2 separate regions of the Sus scrofa genome follow, and region 2 is linked to region 1. Evidence: chromatin contacts called from public Hi-C data. All regions are on one chromosome and are shown on one strand. The core of a region is the stretch at or near the end of the contact, and the rest is flanking DNA. Distances in the headings are between cores, read along the strand shown. Region 1 holds the start of FZD8 (frizzled-8). Region 2 has its middle 560 kb from the start of FZD8.

What was found. Hi-C and Micro-C count contacts between places; a contact is called where the count stands out from the background.
Region 2: a contact with region 1 is called in a Hi-C map of skeletal muscle, with 5 times the contacts expected there. The contact joins the enhancer-like site here to the promoter of FZD8 in region 1. A contact is called at or near these places in 1 of 5 promoter capture datasets (liver), 11 of 47 Hi-C or Micro-C datasets (embryonic fibroblasts, epiblast stem cells, heart right ventricle and 6 more) and 1 of 2 datasets of contacts at active chromatin or transcription factors (skeletal muscle).

Annotation. Positions count from the first base shown.
Region 1 is chr10:58,094,916-58,098,056 of Sscrofa11.1, reverse strand. FZD8 (frizzled-8) reads left to right here and starts at 1,267. Exons shown (of 2, transcript XM_021064988.1): 1 at 1,267-1,806; 2 at 1,809-3,141. The coding sequence starts at 1,288. All of the region lies in intron 1 of LOC110255709 (a long non-coding RNA gene), which reads right to left.
Region 2 is chr10:58,650,597-58,653,909 of Sscrofa11.1, reverse strand. No RefSeq gene overlaps it. Among named protein-coding and RNA genes, the nearest start is that of FZD8, 560 kb to the right of the region's middle. Within about 2 kb of position 1,954, at least 5 of the 83 cell types and tissues checked have an H3K27ac peak or open chromatin away from gene starts, as enhancers often do. A contact at or near this core is called in skeletal muscle and subcutaneous adipose tissue, where this site is marked.

The DNA of each region.
Region 1 (3,141 bases), core at 18-2,517:
CCTATATTCTCATCGTCCTGAGAACCCCAAGAAAGGCATCCCTTTCTCGGTCCCCCGCAACGCCCCCGCTCACTGGCCGGCTGGGGGAGTGGGGGGTGGTCCCGCTGCCAGGAGGTCGCCCACATTTGGGGGACGGAGAAAGCAGGGGCTTGACTAGTTCGAAACGGGCCTCCGAGGTCGCGCTTGCATAAAGGCTCGTCCCCAGTCCCTAAGCGCAGACTCGGGGAAATGGAACCCCGACTTCGACACATCGAGCACGATGGGGACCGTGGTGGCAAAGCGTCAGTGTCTGCGGTCAATCCCAAGGTTACCCAAACTCTGGCCGCAGACGGCGTGCACGGCGGCGCGAACAGCCGGGCCCGCCCCAGGAAGGCTGGGCCTGGGGAGCGCGCAGACTCCGCCCCGCGCCCGGGATTGGCGCGCGGGTCGCGGGCGGAGACCGAGTCCGCCCCGTATAAATATTCATGAGCCGGCCCGGGCGCAGCGGGGCCGGAGCGGGAAGTTGGCGAGGGGCGCTGCTCCCGCCGAGGAGGAGGAGGAGGCGGAGGTGGCGGCGGCGGCGGAGGCGGCGGCAGCGGCAACAGTGGGGCGCGGGCGCGCCGCTCAGGTGTCCGCTCCGCCTTCCGGCCTGGATTTGGCTCCGGGTGTCCAGCGAGAAGAGGACCGCCGACACCTCGCCCGACTGCTGGCCGGAGCGCGGCGCGGACTTCCACCGGAGGCGGGGCCCGTCATCCCGGCAGCGGACAGACGGACCGAAGCAGGGGACAGAGGGCGGCGGCTTCGGCGGAGGCGGGCTCCGAACCCCGGCGGCAGCCGCGCGGCCTTGGGGTCAAGCATGAGCCCCGGGACGCCGAAAAGGGGCCGCAGGGGCTGACCCAGCGCGGAGCGGCCTGGCCCAGCCATCTTGACTGCGCACCGCGGCCCGAGAGGAAACTTGCTGCGCCGCCGCCCTCGGTACCCGGCAAAGTCACCGGAGTGCGGAGAAAGCGAGCAAGGGAGAGACGATGAGCTGGGGGCCGGTCACTCTGCCCCGCAAGGGCTGACCCTGGCCGGAGTGAGCGGGGTGGACCCGCGGACCCGGGCGCCCTCCGGCAGCCACCCTCCTCTCCCGCAGCGCCGTGCGGACGCGTCCCGAGAAGGGACTAGGTTATCGGGAGAGCCCCTCCTGGGAGAGGCAGGAGAAAGCCCGGCCGGGCACCCGCTCTCCTCTCCCGCGCTCTCGAAGGATCCCCGGCGCCCCTCCGCGCGCCACCCGGAGGGCGAGGGCGCGGGGCCGAGGCGCGCAGCATGGAGTGGGGTTACCTGTTGGAAGTGACCTCGTTGCTGGCCGCCCTGGCGTTGCTGCAGCGCTCGAGCGGCGCGGCGGCCGCCTCGGCCAAGGAGCTGGCGTGCCAGGAGATCACCGTGCCGCTGTGCAAGGGCATCGGCTACAACTACACCTACATGCCCAACCAGTTCAACCACGACACGCAGGACGAGGCGGGCCTGGAGGTGCACCAATTCTGGCCGCTGGTGGAGATCCAGTGCTCGCCCGACCTCAAGTTCTTCCTGTGCAGCATGTACACACCCATCTGTCTGGAGGACTACAAGAAGCCCCTGCCTCCCTGCCGCTCGGTGTGCGAGCGCGCCAAGGCCGGCTGCGCGCCCCTCATGCGCCAGTACGGCTTCGCCTGGCCTGACCGCATGCGCTGCGACCGGCTGCCCGAGCAGGGCAACCCCGACACGCTGTGCATGGACTACAACCGCACCGACCTCACCACGGCCGCGCCCAGCCCACCGCGCCGCCCGCCGCCGCCGCCGCCGCCGCCCGAGAGCAGCCGCCCTCCGGCAGCGGCCACGGCCGCCCGCCGGGGGCCCGGCCCCCGTCCCGCGGCAGGGGCGGCGGCGGGGACGCGGCTGCGCCCCCCGCGCGCGGCGGCGGCGGCGGCGGCGGCGGTGGTGGCGGCGGGAAGGCGCGGCCCCCTGGCGGCGGCGCGGCGCCCTGCGAGCCGGGCTGCCAATGCCGCGCTCCCATGGTGAGCGTGTCCAGCGAGCGGCACCCTCTCTACAACCGCGTCAAGACCGGCCAGATCGCCAACTGCGCGCTGCCCTGCCACAACCCGTTCTTCAGCCAGGACGAGCGCGCCTTCACCGTCTTCTGGATCGGCCTGTGGTCGGTGCTCTGCTTCGTGTCCACTTTCGCCACCGTCTCCACCTTCCTCATAGACATGGAGCGCTTCAAGTACCCGGAGCGGCCCATCATCTTCCTCTCGGCCTGCTACCTCTTCGTGTCCGTCGGCTACCTGGTGCGCCTGGTGGCGGGCCACGAGAAGGTGGCGTGCAGCGGCGGTGCGGGGGCTGCGGGCGGCGCGGGCGGCGCGGGCAGCGCGGCGGCGGGAGCCGGCGCGGCGGGAGCGGGCGCGGGCGGCCCGGGAGGGCGCGGCGAGTACGAGGAGCTGGGCGCCGTGGAGCAGCACGTGCGCTATGAGACCACGGGCCCGGCGCTGTGCACCGTGGTCTTCCTGCTCGTCTACTTCTTCGGCATGGCCAGCTCCATCTGGTGGGTGATCCTGTCGCTCACGTGGTTCCTGGCGGCGGGCATGAAGTGGGGCAACGAGGCCATCGCCGGCTACTCGCAGTACTTCCACCTGGCCGCCTGGCTCGTGCCCAGCGTCAAGTCTATCGCCGTGCTGGCGCTCAGCTCGGTGGACGGCGATCCGGTGGCGGGCATCTGCTACGTGGGCAACCAGAGCCTGGACAACCTGCGCGGCTTCGTGCTGGCGCCGCTGGTCATCTACCTCTTCATCGGCACCATGTTCCTGCTGGCCGGCTTCGTGTCGCTCTTCCGCATCCGCTCGGTCATCAAGCAGCAGGGAGGCCCCACCAAGACGCACAAACTGGAGAAGCTCATGATCCGCCTGGGCCTCTTCACCGTGCTCTACACCGTGCCCGCCGCTGTCGTGGTCGCCTGTCTCTTCTACGAACAGCACAACCGCCCGCGCTGGGAGGCCACGCACAACTGCCCATGCCTGCGGGACCTGCAGCCGGACCAGGCGCGCCGGCCCGACTACGCCGTCTTCATGCTCAAGTACTTCATGTGCCTGGTGGTGGGCATCACCTCGGGCGTGTGGGTCTGGTCCGGCAAGACGCTCGAGTCGTGGC
Region 2 (3,313 bases), core at 705-3,204, 560 kb before region 1:
GCCACCGTATTCAACAACAAATGTAATGAATAATAGTAGTTTGAATAGCTTTCTTATGATGTCATTATTATTATCAATTTCCTTATAAGCTATGATCACTTTAAGAGCCAGTGATAATGTGTTTATTTGTTTTTGTGTATATATATTCACAACACCTAGCAAGAAACCTGGTATGACAAGAGAGCTAAACCACTGTTTGTTGATATATGAACAAACCTTTGGAGGCTATGGTGAATATTTACTGCACATAAGGCAATATACCAGCTGCCCACGGAGGAGATACACTTACGTCTTTGTGTTCAGTACCTTTACCGTGAAAGAAGAATGTTTGAACCTGTTGTAGCTACCACACAGAGCCGGTGTGAAAAGCAAAATAAGAAATCTAAAAGGAAGTTTCTTGAAAAATACAAGGTGTCCTAGGATAAAGTGTTTCACTGCTAAGCAACTCTGTGACCATGTCATGAATCATATTCATGTCCTTCAACATCTAATTTCAAGTGTCAGAGTCAGTTCCCATAGACGCGCGGCCTTCCCCAGGCAATACTATGTTTAAGAGGTTTTAATCTCTTTTCTGTTCTCATCTGTATCTGTTTCACTTTTTTTCTTCTAGAGGGGAAGTCTACAACTGAGCTGCTTGCCTATTTAACCATGTGGAAATGGAAGCTGGCCAATACAGACAAATTTACAAATCAGAAATGGTTACCAAGTGTGGTGGTGCCCAGGAGACTCTCAGGCAATGTGAAAATAAGACAGGGTAAGGAATGCCAAAGCAAGGAATCAGCTGAAACAGAGATCTGAAGAGGAGAGAAGACTGAGGCACTTGAAGGTAGTAGAAGAAAAAAGAAGAAACCCAATGTGACCTTTGAATAGAAAAAGCCTACAAAGACAGGTAAGTAAATAACTATATGGCAAAAGTACAAGAAAATGGAACCACATTTTATATGTCTTACAGAAACAATTTACTTAAGAATTTATCAGCAGCCTAATACATGCCAAACCCTGGTCTTGGCTCAGAGGAGACATTTGCAAATATGACAGTCCTTTCGGTTGAGGGAGGCAGTCAATGAACTTAAATTAAATGATAGCATCACCCCCATCCTAGGTCACCCTCAAAACCCTATTAATGTGTATCTCCTCTCCTGGCTGAAGACAGGAAGAAGGAAGAAAAGGATTAGTCCAGAATGGATGAGAAAACCCAAGAGATAAGGAGGCCAAAGAGAGAGGAGTTCTAACAACCTAGCAATAGACAATAGAGAAGATTAAATAAGTAAAACTCATGAGTAAATCTGCAGAGGGGAGCACGAGGGGCCCTTCTGCAGCTTTCGGGCTCAGACTTCTGAAAACAGCCGCCAGTATTATTTCAGTCTTGTTTTTGATGATAAACACTCAACGGATGCCTGAGGTCATGACCTTTAGAGGGCAGTAGTTCACTAGTATCCACTGGAGATGAGACTGGCTTGCAGAGCTGTGATAGAGTAAAATGTGTGGAGATTTTTACACGGGTCATCCAAAAAGTGAAATTTTTTCCAGACACGACTAGGTTAAGTGTTTTTCTGGTGCCTACTTTTTCATTATAATGATGCCTCAGGGAATCTATGAAGGAAAGAAATTTAATCTGGCTATGAGTTAGGGTGCTGCTAGAAAAGCTTAAAATTCTTTAGCACTTTTTTTTTTTTTCCCCCAAGAAGGAAACAATAGACTTAAATGTTTTAAAATATGTGCTGACTTCTATCAGGGTTTTGTTTTTTGGGGTTTTTTTTTTTTGGTTTTTAATAAACCGATAGGAAGGTTACAGCTCACACGCCCTGCCTGCCGGGCTGAGAGAGGAAACTCTCCCTAAGCTCCATGCTCAGTCACCTTTTCTAAACTGGATCCAGTTCAAGGCGACAGCCTCCTTGCGGTCCCCGGTGCCCAGCGGATGAGAGGTGCTGGGTTCACCATGGCCTCAGCTCCCGGGGACCTCCACTGGAGGCTCAGCCTCACATTCAGCTGAAAGGAACTCCACAGAGTTGTTCTGGCCAAGAGTCTTTGGCTCTGAACCAGCAAGAAAATAATTTCTAATTCTTTTTTATTTTCAAGCTAAGGTCAAAAGAACCTTGAATCCATTAGAGGTTTTCCAGTATCTTTCATTTGCTCTGTGTGCAGGATAACAGCTTGAAGTAAAAAGGGGTTACTCTTCTCACTTCAGTAGATGGCGTATCACACCTTAGCGGAGGGATCCAAGCAGCGTTACCTTATGTACTGTGAAATTATATGATAACTGAAACTTTTTCTTTGGGCATGCAGTGCCTTTTGGGGGTGGGGGGTGAAGTTCCATAGACTAAGGGGAAAATCTACTGCGAAGAGTCTGAGTTATTTGGTTACTGACGGTGTTACTTGCTTTAAAAAAGGAAAGGCGGGAGTTCCCGTCGTGGCACAGTGGTTAACGAATCTGACTAGGAACCATGAGATTGTGGGTTCGATCCCTGCCCTTGCTCAGTGGGTTAAGGATCCGGCGTTGCCGTGAGCTGTGGTGTAGGTCACAGACTCGGCTCGGATCCCGCATTGCTGAGGCTCTGGCGTAGGCCGGCGGCTACAGCTTCGATTTGACCCCTAGCCTGGGAACCTCCATATTCCGTGGGAGCGGCCCAAAGAAATAGCAAAAAGACAAAAAAAAAAAAAAAAAAAAAAAAAAAAGGAAAGGAGTAGGGTACAAGGGTTAGGGCTTGATGAATGCTGCTCAAAAATAATTGGTATTAGGAAAATGCAGACAAAAACAATGAAATACCACTCGACAGCCATTAAGATGGCTGTTGTCTAAAACACACACACACACACACACACACACACACACACACACAGAGCATAACAAATGTTGGTGAGGACGGGAGAAGCGGAAATCCTCGTGCACGGCCCATGGGGATGTAAAGTGGTGCCGCCGTTATGGAAAACAGGACGGCTGTTGCTCAAAACATTACCCGTAGAGTTTCCATGCGATCCCAGTATTCTACTTCTGGGTGTGTACCCAAAAGAATTGAAGACCGGGATTCAAACAGTTACTTGTACACTTAGTTTCATAGCGTTATTCACAATAGACCAAATAACCAAAACGTCCATTGAGAGAAGAAGGGATAAACAAAATGAGGGATGGACACACCGTGGGGTAAGTAAAAGGAAGGTCATTCTGACCCACACAGATAAGTAAGCCAGACACAAGGACGAACACTGTGCGGTTCCACTCATCCCGTAGGTGCTCAGACTCTTAGGAGTCACAAAGAGGGGACGGGGGGAATGGGGAGTTGTTTAGTGGGTGCAGAGTCTCAGTTCAGGAACA